Linked DNA regions of Pan troglodytes: all the other regions are linked to region 1. A link is a contact called in public HiChIP or PLAC-seq data. All regions are on one chromosome and are shown on one strand. The core of a region is the stretch at or near the end of the contact, and the rest is flanking DNA. Distances in the headings are between cores, read along the strand shown. Region 1 holds the start of NUDT2 (nudix hydrolase 2). Region 2 holds the start of CNTFR (ciliary neurotrophic factor receptor). Region 3 holds the start of RPP25L (ribonuclease P/MRP subunit p25 like).

Region 1 (4,010 bases), core at 1,125-3,624:
GTGTCTGATATATAAACACTCAACAATATATTATACTATTATTATTAGTTTATACCTACAGAAAACTCTTCTTATTCAACACGATATGAACATCAAAACCCTTGAGACAGTAACTTGGGAGGTATACAACGACAATACACTCAAGGTTTAAGAAGTAGAACTCTATTATTTATTTAACAAAATGTGTTGAGGATCTACACTGTGCAAATTATAAACTGGTTTGCTGAGCCAGCATAGGGAAACTGCATTAATATATCAGGCATCATAGAATACTAGATCTGGAAGGGATCTAGAAGAGTTCAGCCCCTCACTTTACGACAAAAGAGCAGCCCAGAGAAAGAAACTGTCGTTCTCCCTAAACTAAAAACTGAGAGGCTCATACCTTAGGTTGCCCCAAGGACACACTCTGAATAACTAAAGATTTTCATTAACAATATAAAACCACAAATTTTAAATAAAATGCTATCTTAGCAGTAATGTGCTACACTAAGAAAAATGTAATATGTATATAAAGCCCTGGATACAGTGCTTTGTATGGGGTGAACACTCAATAAATGGTAACTACTACTTTCAGCAGCTAAAAAAAAAGTCTGTATGGTCTTTGGAAGGCTGAGAGTGTGTGGTCTACCTGACATCAACTACTTGACTTGAGAGTAGAGCCACAGGAATTTTAATCTAATTCAATTCTTTGATTTTCCAGATGGAAAAAATGAGGTCCAAAGGGGCTAGATTCAGGCGTTCAAGGCTGCGGTGAGCTATTATCATGCTAGTGCACTACAGCCTGGGTGACAGAGCAAGACATTTTCTCTAATAAAAATAAAAATAATAATAATAATAACAAATGGACTAAATGACTTGCAAAGCCACCCACAGTGAATTAGAGACAGAGACAGAGCCAAAGCCAAACCCACATGTAGTGGGTTTCCACTACATGTCACAGCTATAAGGTAGTGTTTCGAACTTTTATAAAAGGGTAACAAGAACATAGCTGCAGTACTGAACTTTTTCACTCGTTTTATTAAGGCCACCAGTGAGCTATGAATTTGATATAAGGAGCAATCACACCAACAATCAGGCTGTGAATATATAATCCATGAGTTAACAACGAAACAGTCTTAGGAACGCAATTCTATCATAGACACCTGATGAATAGATGGAGTTCACCTGAGCAGCTGTTACATGCACTTCAATAGACTACAAAGGCTCTCTACTTGTAGAATACAAGTACAAAGAAGATGCTTTAAAACATTTTCCAAAGCACACTTAAAATGTGACAATATCTGCCGGTCACTAAGAAGCTAAAGGGAGATAAATTATCTTGGCATACAGCAACAGAATGGTTTATTTTAAGCAAAGACTAAAAGGAGTCTAATAAAATTATTGGGAGACCAAGGCTAAAAGCCACAGATGCAGGAAGAGTTGCAGCAACCAATCCAAAAAAGTGTAGCCTTTCACAAAGAGTAGAAAGGCCAGCCGTGGACTGTGTGTGGACTTTTAGGTCCTTTTGCATTGAAGATTAGGGTGGCCTCCCCCTAGCCTCGAAATAAAAAATCGTCTCTGAAGCAGAGAGACAAGGCAGGGCATGAAGAGGAATCCAATCTATTTCTTGTAAATTAAATTCAACTCAACAAATATTTCCTGAAAATCTACTATGTGCAAGACATTGTGAACGATGCTTGCCTTACCTCAAAGGCTTCAAAATTTTATGGGAAAAGGGAAGCGAACGGGCTTCCCGGAAGTAAACAACCCAAGGGCGAATAGAAATGCCCTAAAAGAGGTGCCGGTCAGGCTTATAGGTTCAAAAGCAAGAAGACTTTGGGACTCAAGAGTTTAGTCTCCCAAAGTGAGAGAAGTGGCGTTCAAGATAATTGCTGAAGAAAAGGCAGAGATATGGGGATGAAAGATAGGAAAGTAGGTGAACTTTAGGAAGAGCCAAGAGGGGCCAACTCTCGGTTCCCTCACAACTGCCAGTTTCCTCCCGCGCTCAGCCGACGTCACGCGCACCCGTGTCCGCGGGCAGGCGCTACGGTTCCGGACCAGACCTACCCCTTTTCTATTCTCCCCGCCCTTTCTCACCTCGGTCCAAACTCCTCGGTCTGCCCTGTCTGAGAAGAGGAGAAGACAATGCCGTCGGGAGTGAGCCCCAAAGCCCGCAACCTAACAGTCCCGTCAACCCGGGAGCCACCGGCGGCGGCCAGGCCGTATCTCCATGGCAACACCGCCAAGCGCCAGTTCGAACGCCCGCGCTGTGGCCCGCGCGTCGCCAGTCCCGCACCGCCCACCAATGGGCATCCAAGGAATCGGTTGACGTTCGTTGACTTCTCCTCTGGAAGACCAATCAGAGGTCTGAAGAAACCGTGGGCGTAACTCTCAATTTCCGACCCTCAGCCAATCGTTCCGCTTGAGGGAAGATCTCGCGACGTTTCAGTGTGAGACGCGCACCTTTGAGGCGGGTCGAAGATCCTTCTGCCGAATTCTATTGATGGGCCCAAGCGTAACCAGGCTCTTCTGATTGGCCGGTGTACTTCAGTTTCCGTCCAAGGTCCGCCTCCTACCTCCTTCTGCTTCGGGTGAGTACCCTTAGGGCCCACTTGATTTTAGTTCTCAGTGGAGGAAATGAGCCTTGGAGCGATGGGAATCTGCCTCTGGCAAACCTCTGGTCGCTGCAGGGCCCGAGATGGATGCGCCCTCCTCTAAGTTGGCAGTGAGGTGTGGGCAGGCCAGGTCCCATCCGCTCTCAGGACCTCAGTTTTCCTGTCTGCACCGGGAGAAGGGAGGTTCCCTGACTCTGTGAGCCTTGCTTGTCCCCGTCCGAGTGGGGATAGGGTGGGTCGTCCAAATCCCAGAGGCGGGAGAGGTCCAGGTTTAGAGCCCAGAGGCCCGGGCGCCGAACCTTCCCCTCCCTGGGCCTCAGTTTCACTTGTTGCTACCCATTAAACCCCGCCTGCTTTCCAAAAGAGATTTTATGTTTTCTAATTGCTTCAGTTATTGAATGGATAATATCGTGGCAGTTATAGCAGAAGTAAAGGAAGTCGAACAAGAGCCCCACCGCCTTAAACAAACAAACAAAAAAGGGACAGCGTAAACAATGCAGGCCGGGTGCGGTGGCTCACGCCTGTAATCCCAGCATTTTGGGAGGCCAAGGCGGGCGGATCACGAGGTCAGGAGATCGAGACCATCCTGGCTAACACGGTGAAACCCCGTCTCTACTAAACAAAATACAAAAATTAGCCAGGCGTCGTGGCGGGCACGTATAGTCCCTGCTACTCGGGAGGCTGAGGCAGGAGAATGGCATGAACCCAGGAGGCGGAGCTTGCAGGGAGCGGAGGTCGCGCCACTGCACTCCAGCCTGGGCGACAGAGCGAGACTCCGTCTCAAAAACAAAACAAAAACTGAATGCAATCAAATTGTCAAATGTAAAACGCTATTATAGAGTTAAGGTTAAGATCATTGATGTTAGGAGTCAGGCAGACCTACGTTTGAGTCACTTACCCAGACATCTCTGAGCTATAGTTCCCTTTCTACTCTTCTGAAAAATGGCAGTAATGCCTCAGCGGGTTGTTGTGAAGATTAAGTGAAATAATGAAGGTAAAGCACTTGACACAACGCCTGGCGAGTAGTAACTTCTTAAAAAATGGTAGCGGCCGGGCGCGGTGGCTCACGCCTGTAATCCTAGCACTTTGGGAGGCCGAGGCGGGCGGATCACGAGGTCAGGAGATCGAGACCATCCTGGCTGACACGGTGAAACCCCGTCCCTACTAAAAACACAAAAAATTAGCCGGGCGTGGTGGCGGGCGCCTGTGGTCCCAGCTACTCGGGAGGCTGAGGCAGGAGAATGGCACGAACCCGGGAGGCGGAGTTTGCAGAGAGCAGAGATCGCACCACTGCACTCCAGCCTGGGCGACAGAGCGAGACTCTGTCTCAAAAAAAAAAAAAAAGGTAGCTATTATTCTTATAATAAGAACAGGCAAATAACGCTAGTCAGTGCGTTGGTGTACTTTTTGTAACTG
Region 2 (4,549 bases), core at 1,290-3,789, 260 kb after region 1:
AAAGGGTAAGACCGTGAATCTAAGCATGAGCCTACAGTCCCAGTGTGGGTCCCAGTGTGAGCAGAGTTCCAATGTGAGTCTATGTGGAAACTCCAGGACTGAAGTGTATCCCTGGATATGAGCCCCACAACGTAAGTGTCAGTCCATATGAATGTAAGCCCCTAGACCCTAGAAGGAGTTGAAGTGTCCCAGTGTGCATCTGAGTATGGATTCCAGAGCCCCCAGAAGTCCTGTGCATGAACTTTAAACTCCTAGTCTTTGTGTAGGCTCAGGGTCTCAGTTGGAGTATCAGCCCTGACAGTGTGAACCTTAGCTCCATCTCACCAATGCTGACCAGGAGCCCCTGGCACCAGCTGAGAGGATTTGTGTGGGTTGTGACAGTGGAGACAGAGAGGCATAGTTTGAGACACCTAGGCCCTTCTAGCCCCCAAGTCATTGCTAGCCCTACATCCCTGGGAATCTGCAATGGTTCAAGCCCCATTCCCACACGTGTAATGACACACCATCACACCCAGAGTTAGATACACAAAAATACACCTGGTGTTTCAGGCCCCTCGGACACACAGCAATTACAGATGCACAGACACACCCAGCATTTCACACTCGCACCACCTCAGTGACCACAGCCACACAAACACTCCCAGTGACACAGACACAAATTCACCAAGTATTACAGGCAGAACAACTAGTGTTAGAGACACAGTCCTACAGCGGCATGCAGACACACATCCAATGTTGCAGACAAGCTGCCAGGCACACAGACACACACAGACGCTTCTCAAAAAGAGAGACTAGACGGAAAGAAAGAAAATCCTGAATTTTCAACAAGGCGTGAAATAGTCCTGCCCGCCTGAAGCTACTGGAGGCGGGAGGGGGACAAGGGAGCGAGCAAGCGAGCGAGCTAACGCTGGAGGAGAGGCTCGGGAGAGGAGAGGAGCCGAGAGGGAGAGCTGTCCGTCTGGTGACCTCCCCACGGCCCAGCCCCCACGCACGCGGAGATACACTACTCGGAGCAACACAGGGACACCCAGACTGGCTCACACTGAGCCGCACTGGAGGAGACACACACGAGCAGACTCACAAAGAGACACTTGGGGATACACCATAGGCAGACTCGCACAAGCCAGGAAGACTTACAAAGAGACACACTGGAGGAGACCCACTACATGGAGATACATCCACGCGGACTGAAGAGAAAACCATGGGGACGCCGACCGACACACACACATGCACACACACACGCGCGCGCGGGCGCGCGGATTCACACGGACACACATGCACTGGCAGACGCGCAACCGTCGGTTCGCATCCCCGGGCGCTTTGAAGTCCAGATTTCTGCCCGAGAAAGAAGCCACCTTTGGGCGCGCAAAGGCCACTACGAACCCCCCCAAACCCAGGAATTTTTCCAGACCCCGCGCGTGCAGCTGAGGGGTGGGGAGAACAGGGACACTAGGACAAACCGCCGGAGCCACCTCCCTCTAGTCCACAGTCGGCCCCACCACCACCACCACGCCCAACCCCCGGAGCGCCCGGACGTAGGGGGCCGCTTCTCCAGCGCCCCCGCCCCCGAGTTTGCAGGCAAAGTTTCTCGTGAACTTTCCTGTCGCCCCCGTCCGTGGGCCCACGGGTGTCCCCTCACTCTTCCCGCGCGCATGAGGGCCGCCGGTCTGCTGGTCAGCCCGGGTCTGAGGTTCCGGCCGCGCGCACTCCGCCGCAGGGTACTCACCGCGCCCTCGGGCCACCCGGGCTTCGCGCCGCGCCTTCCGACCGCCCCCGGCAGCGAGCGAGGCAGGGAGCGCGGAGCTAGCACCGCCCGCCGGATCCCACCGCCGAGCCTCGCGCCGCGCCGGCTGGAGCCGCCGCCTCCGCTGCCGCTGCCGCTGCCGCCGCCGCCCGCTCTGCACCGGCTCTTCGGCGCTCGGCGGCTTTAACCCCCCCATCCTCCTCCCTCCCTCGCGCGCTCCCTCCCTCCTTCTCTCGCCCATGTGACCGCGGGCGCCCGCTCGGCCGCGCGCGCCCTCGCTCCCCTCCCCCTCTTGCCTTGTCTCCCCGCGCCTCCGCGGCCGCGCGCCACGACCCCTCCCCGCCACGGGCCCCGCGCGCCCCCGCCTTGGCACGCTCTCGCTCCTGGCACACGCGGTCCGCTCGCCCTGCGCGGGCCTGTGAGCCCCCACTCCCACTCGCCCAGCACTGGCACGCGCTCTGCCCCCCCGCTGGCACACTCGTCCGCACTGGCATGCGTGGCCCCCTCGCGTTCACCCTTTCTCGGGCGCGCCCTCAAGACGGCTGTGGTCCCCGTGCTTCACGCGCAGCCCCGGCCGCGGGTCTCGCAAACGCGCGCGCGCGCACACACACACACACACACACACACCCACTCCGCCCGCTCCCCTAGGGCGGCTGGGCGCGCACTCACCCCCGGGATCGCTCCTTCACACTCACTCTCCCTCTCGGCCTTAGCCAGGTCTCTCCTGCGCACACTCCCGCACGTTCAGGCCCTGACGGCCTCGCACCGACTCCCTGGCACACCCCGGGCCAACTCTCGGGGTCCTCCCTCCGGCGTCGCCGTGAGAGGAACGCGAGCCAGAACCCCCAACCCCCACTTTGGGCAGAAGAAGCCAGCCGGCTCCGCCTCTCCCCTATTGCTACTGCCCCCCGCAACGACTCCCCTCCCGGTCACCCCCTCGCGCGGGGGAAAGGGGCTTCCTTGACCGGGGATGGACCCTGCCGGGAGCCCAGGCCCATGCCTCCAGTGTCTCCGATGACACCAACACCACTACTCGCATGTTCCTCGCGCCCCGAGGACACACAGCCGGGGGAGAAGCCTCCACTGGAATGAAGGGGTAGGGAGGGTGCACTCTCAATGCCGGGCACAGGCGCACCCCTCGATAGGAGGCTCACTCCCTTCGCAGCCTGGGCCTCTGAGGGGCCGGGGTGTTCACTGCACTCGTCCCTGGGCCTCCGGTCTGGCTGCAACATAGGAGAGTAAGGTTAGACAACCTGACCAACTTCTGAGGCCACGTGAAAGCGCAATGGAGTGGCAATGGTAGAGGCAGAGACCGAGAAAGCCACCCCCGTCTCCACCCCTTGGATTTTTCACCTGACCCTTGGCCCATAATCCTGGGCCCTGCCCCTCCGGGGAGCTGCTCTAGGGCTGAGGGCGAGGAGAAGGGAGGGAAATGTCTCGCTGTTTCCTCACATCCTTCCCCAATAGGCTGCCTAGAGCGCCCGGGCCCTTTCCCAACAAATGCCTCAGGGACTCCCACTGCAGAGGAAAATCCTTCTTCCCGCCACGGCCTGGGCTTTTCACTTTCACTTCCGTGGCCACAGAATCCCCTTCCTACAACTGGCAGGGGTCGGCATGGGCTGGAGCTCAGAGACGGCCAGCTAGGACTTCAGGACACACAGCAAACTAGCTGCGCCCCGCTGAGGGCCAGCGCACAGCCGCCCACACAAGGTGTCCTCTCCCCGGGCTCTCTGGGCCGCCGGCCTCCTGCTTCCCGTGCCGCAGACCGGGATTAGACTGTGGACGCGGGGAAGGAAGGGGGCGTTGCGACGGGATCTTGAGGGGAGCAGGACTTGCCCCTGCCCCTGCGGCGAAGCTCTAGGCCCTGGCAAGGTTCGGTACACCGGGGGCCGCTCCTCCCCAGGGGGCTGACCGGCCTCGGCGCTCTAATCCGGCCGGGGAGGGGCGGACGGGGTGAAAATTGGCGAGTGGTTTGGGGAACGGACTTGACCTCCAGATGCCCTGGTGTCCCTGGCTCAGCCTCTTTCTGCCAGGTTGGGAGCAGTCGGGAATTCTGTCCCGGTCCAACGTCCCCCTCGGCCCCCGGGGACGCAGAGGCTGCTGTCGGCAGAGCAGCAGTCCACGGCTGCGGGGACAAGATCCGCACTGGGAGTCCGGGGTCCTGGAAGTGGATGTGTGGATGTCAGAAGATAAAGGAAGGGAAGAGGCGCACGTCGGACCTCTGTCCAGGCGTCAGTAGGTCAGCAGCTCCTCCCGGCGCGGGACCCAGCGGCCTCGAGCGCTTCCCCGGGGCCGAAGCGACACCTGGCGGACGGTGCGGGACGTGCGTTCCCTTCTGGCTGCTGCTCCTGCTCCGCGCTGAGGCCTCGGCCACCTACTGAACACCGGGTGCTGCCACCTCTCCACACAGCCGCCACCCGGCTCACAACCAATTTTCCTCCCCCCAGAGCTGGGTCAACAGACTAGTAGTGGTTTCCGCTCCTGCCGCCTCTGATGCCCTACCTACACAGTAGCCTTTGAGCTTGTAAGCCTCAGTGCTGAGCCCTCCCCACCGCCTTGGGGACAAAGTTGAGTTTCTTAGGTGGGGCTTCAAAGCCCTGCAGGATCTGGCCCTGCCTCCTCTCCACCTTTATTAAGCGCCCCTATTCCCGGCCTCCCCAGCTCTGCGCCAGCCCCCTTCTGTGTCATGTCACTTATCCTTAAGCCAAACCCCACTTCACTGACATCCTCTCCCCAACTCCATCTCCAAGAATTCACTGCCTTTCCAATCTTCACCATCTACCTTGCCCATGATGGAGTGGCTGG
Region 3 (4,062 bases), core at 1,401-3,900, 280 kb after region 1:
CATCCAGGCCGAAGTGCAGTAGCACAATCATGGCTCACTGCAGCCTCAACCTCCCAGGCTCAAGCGATCCTCTTGCCTCAGCCTCCCAAGTAGCTGGGACTAAAGGTGCACACCACTATGCCTAGCTAATTTTTAGATGTTTTTGTAGAGACAGGGTCTCCCTACTATGTTGCCCAGGCTGGTCTCCAGCTCCTGGGATCAAGCAATCCTCCTGCCTCAGCCTCCCAAAGTGCTGGGATTACAGGCATCAGCCACTGTGCCCAACCCAAAGATATGATTCTAAGATAGGAAAAAGCATGTTTGCAAACTAGTGGAGTTGAGGATAAATGTGTATACAGACAGGTCTGGAGGTGAAGGTGGAGCATGAGGGAGTTCGAAAGGCCTCTGTCTCTTCAAAGCAGGAGTCCAGCTCCATAGCTGAGATTGGGGCAAGGAAGCTGGAGGGAAGGAGGTGTGAGACAGTTGTTGCATTTGGGATAGGTGAGTTATTAATAACGATAATAGCAATTAACACTTAATAGCACTATGTGCCAGCGTGGTATCTAAATGTCATATATGTATATTTCCTTATGTAATCTCATAACAATCCTATGTGATAAACACTATCATATTCCTGTTTTATGGATAAGACCACTAAGGCACAGAGCAGTAACTTGCTAATAAGTGGCAGACCAGGATTGAAACCCAGGCAGGTTGGTACCAGAGTCCATGCTCACAACCACTATACTATACTGTATGCTGCAGATGGAGAGAAATGTCTGACCTGGCAGTGTTCCTAAACCAGGCCAAAGCAGGGACAAATAACTATCCAGGGAATTAGATATATTCAGTACTGACTGAGGCTTCTTGTAGACACTACATTCTCCCAGCACCGGCCTGAGCCTACTACTCTTCCTCTGTCTTCACCCGATCAGCCCCCCGGGGTAAGGGCAGGGACTCCCATTTCTTTAATCCCACTCCACATAGCAGGCTGAGTAGAGGCTCATCAAATAGGTAGAAACTTTATTTCCTAAATCCCTCCCTGGACCTCTTTCAGAAGGCAGTTCAGATGTACTGTAGGTAGAAGGCAGAGGAAGCCCTTATTTAGCAATGCAGAACTTGGCAGAGGCCCCACATCTGTCATTCTTCACAGCAGTCCCTTCCCACATGCTAGAGGGAAGGGGAAGCATGATAGGGAGGTCCACTTTTGTGGACTCAAACCTTGATGGGGATGTTGAGCAGTCACAGCGCTTCTCAGAAAAGGCACAAGCACCCCAGACATTCAGGCCCGGAGAACAGGCTGGCTCAGCAGGTCTTCACGATCGGGTGTCTCGAGCCCTTCTTCGGGAACGAGGGCCACAGCTGGAGCTGGGCATGGAACCCAGGCCAGGGGGTGCTCCTGGGGGTTGGTAACCACACTCATTGGGGTCCAGGGGGTCCCGGCTGAGCAGCACCCACACTGCAGGCACATGGCGGCGCACTGTGAGGGGGTCTAGCCCTGTGTCAGGTGAGGCTGGGACCCAGCTGTCCTCAGTCTGAAGGAAACGTAGCTTGGTGAGCTGGTGCAGGCCTGGGACCCGCCGCTTGACAATCTCAGCGCAGCTGACAGCCTTTCCTGCAGCCCTGCCAGAACCTGAGAACACTACATGCCGTGCACTGCCGCCCTCCAACCGACCCAGAGCCAACCCCAGCAGGTTGCGAATTTTGCTGCCATCTCGGACCCGCATCTCAAGGGTATCAGGAGGTAGCTGGGGCATTGGGGAAGGCGCTGGGAGCTCTACAGAGCCAGCTTTCCGGTAGTGCTCCATCCTGCTTGCTGTCTTGTCTGTGACTCTCGCTGCCCACTGCAGGGAAGCATCAGGTAAGTGCTAAGCAATGTGCCCCAAGTCACTGTCCACCATCCCCTATCTCCATCCAGGATACGGCCCTGCTCCCCGTTCCAGACTTCCCAGAAACAGGATCATGTCCCCTCGTCCTTAGCATCTCGTGACAAGGTCCATGCCTGCCGCAGTCTGGGAAAGGGCTGTACCCCATACACCCCGTTCCTCTACAAGGGCCATAACACCCTCACCTCCAATCCTGGAGTCCAAGAGGCAGGATCACATTCCCCAAACACTGAGCTCTTTGGGAAAGTGCCAGGCCCCCTCATCCTAAACTCTCCAGGACTGGGGCTTAGCCCCCCTTATCCTGGACTCCTTGGAACAGGGCCTGGAACCCTCACCCCAGACTAATACCAATAGAGAGCGCTCCTCACTTGGGGCTCTACAAGGACAGGGACAAGGCCCTTCGCCCCAGGCCCCCCGGGAAACAGCCAAGAACCCTTATCCAGTGCTGCCCCCAAACAGAACGGACCCCCTCTCCCAGAGATTACCAGGGTCAATCTATATCAACCCAGGTCACTCAGAAACTCGGGGGCAGAGGCTCGACTCGGAGGGCTGCTCAGGATATTCCAAGACAGCCTTGGCCGTTTCCATAGCCACAGTCTCTTCCAGGGTCTTGCCGGCCGCTGCAGCCAAGCCACAGGCGTCCCCCCACCCTACGAGCGCCCCTCTGCCCGCCCGGTTCCGGCTCTCACCGAAGCCGCCTCACGCACGATCCGGAGCCAAGATGGCGCGCGGGCCCGGAGCGCACTAAGGCCGCGGGGCCGCGCACGCCCCGAGGGGGCGGGGCGTGAGGGGCGGGGCGTGAAGGACGGGCCCCGAGGCATCTCCGCCGCGGAAACAACCCGCTGGCCAGAGCGCCCCGGACCAGTCCCAGTGGGGATGGGAACACGAGCGCAGCCTCCGCTGTTACGCCCCGGAGGGAGGCAGGACAGTTCCCTGCGGTAGAAAGGAGCGGCCGTCGGGGAAGTCCTGCGTCTGAAGGAGGGGGATCTGGCCCTTAGAAGATGGGAGGGCTGGCGTTAGCTGTTGAGCAAACGGGGAGCTGTGGGTTTCACCGTGGGTGCGAACAAAGGCTTCAGTTTGTAGTGGCTGCTGTTGCATGGGCGAGAGCCTTAGTTACCGACTTCTGAGCTTCGACCTCATCCTGTGGGCGCTGGCGGACCACGGGGGTTTTCCGGGTTTTCCAGGGGCCAGTCGAACCAGATCTTGTGCAGGGAGCCGAGGAGGGAGTGGTGGGGAAATCGGGCCACAGCCCCTGACGACACCTGCCGCGGAGTCTGGGGGCTGAGGGGGCGGGGGTGCCCACGGAGCCTAGTATGGTGCCTGGCGTATGACCAGCGCTCAATATTTGTTAAATGATTTGTTACATTAATGAACCAGAGAAATCGCAGTGGGAATGGAAAAAAGATTAAGTTGGGAGATACTAGTAGGTTCAGTGACGAGTTGGCCACTGTTTGGACGGAGAAGTAGGAAATTCCGATCTAGGGTGACTCCCAGATTTCAGAGCGGTTTGGACACGCTGAATTTGAGGTGCCGGAGAGGTCGCAAAGGCGGGGCGGCCAGTGGGCCGTTGGAAAAAGGGTCTGGAGCCAGAGCACTCCCTGAGACCACAAGGGGGCAGCAAACATTTGGTGGACTACGGTGCCAAAATGTTTCTCAACATGCTTGCCCCAGCGCCCCTACTTCCCAACTTCCCCTCCCCAGGACCAAAACTTCCTGCATCCAAACCTCTTAGGCTGCCCTTCTCGGCTCGTGGCAGCAGGTAGGCTCCCAAGAGAGAAATTTAAAGGCCTTTGCACATGCTGCTCCCTTGGCTCTGAAAGTCCCTGGATATCACTTACCAGGTCCCTTCAGTCCCTTTTTTCTTCTGTGTCCACCTGATAGGACTGCCCTTTTCCTTTACTGTCTATCCTGCTAGCCCGTGCAGGGCAGGGATTAGCCCTATCTACTCCCATCATCTGACATTTGGAGGTCTCTTATTGGTAAATGTGGGATAAATGGATACATAAAGGAATATCCTATTCACACAATCAAATGAGAGCCTTCATCTTGAGAGCTCTACACCTGCCAGAAAGCCAGACCAGGATGAGTTTACTTCCCAGTCAAACGATTAGGCAGGCTGACACCTCTGCCCCCTACCACCTCCATCCTAGACCAAGAAGCCAGCACACTCCTCCAGTCATCTCTATGGTTTATTGTC

What was found. HiChIP or PLAC-seq counts read pairs in DNA pulled down with a chosen protein or histone mark.
Region 2: a contact with region 1 is called in an H3K4me3 HiChIP or PLAC-seq map of stem cell-derived excitatory neurons, with 4 times the contacts expected there. The contact joins the promoter of CNTFR here to the promoter of NUDT2 in region 1. A contact is called at or near these places in 3 of 7 Hi-C or Micro-C datasets (blood, induced pluripotent stem cells and stem cell-derived neural progenitor cells) and 1 of 1 datasets of contacts at active chromatin or transcription factors (stem cell-derived excitatory neurons).
Region 3: an H3K4me3 HiChIP or PLAC-seq map of stem cell-derived excitatory neurons shows a contact between it and region 1, with 5 times the contacts expected there. The contact joins the promoter of RPP25L here to the promoter of NUDT2 in region 1. A contact is called at or near these places in 2 of 7 Hi-C or Micro-C datasets (blood and stem cell-derived neural progenitor cells) and 1 of 1 datasets of contacts at active chromatin or transcription factors (stem cell-derived excitatory neurons).

Annotation. Positions count from the first base shown.
Region 1 is chr11:81,667,541-81,671,550 of NHGRI_mPanTro3-v2.0_pri, reverse strand. It overlaps NUDT2 (nudix hydrolase 2), which reads left to right and starts at 2,374. Exons shown (of 4, transcript XM_001160435.7): 1 at 2,374-2,570. It overlaps KIF24 (kinesin family member 24), which reads right to left and starts at 2,286. Exons shown (of 13, transcript XM_003312047.7): 1 at 2,077-2,286.
Region 2 is chr11:81,405,882-81,410,430 of NHGRI_mPanTro3-v2.0_pri, reverse strand. CNTFR (ciliary neurotrophic factor receptor) reads right to left here and starts at 2,539. Exons shown (of 10, transcript XM_016960773.4): 1 at 2,414-2,539.
Region 3 is chr11:81,384,649-81,388,710 of NHGRI_mPanTro3-v2.0_pri, reverse strand. RPP25L (ribonuclease P/MRP subunit p25 like) reads right to left here and starts at 2,650. Exons shown (of 2, transcript XM_001161736.5): 1 at 2,555-2,650; 2 at 986-1,823. The coding sequence starts at 1,787. The coding sequence ends at 1,296. It overlaps DCTN3 (dynactin subunit 3), which reads right to left. Exons shown (of 6, transcript XM_009456523.3): 6 at 4,042-4,062.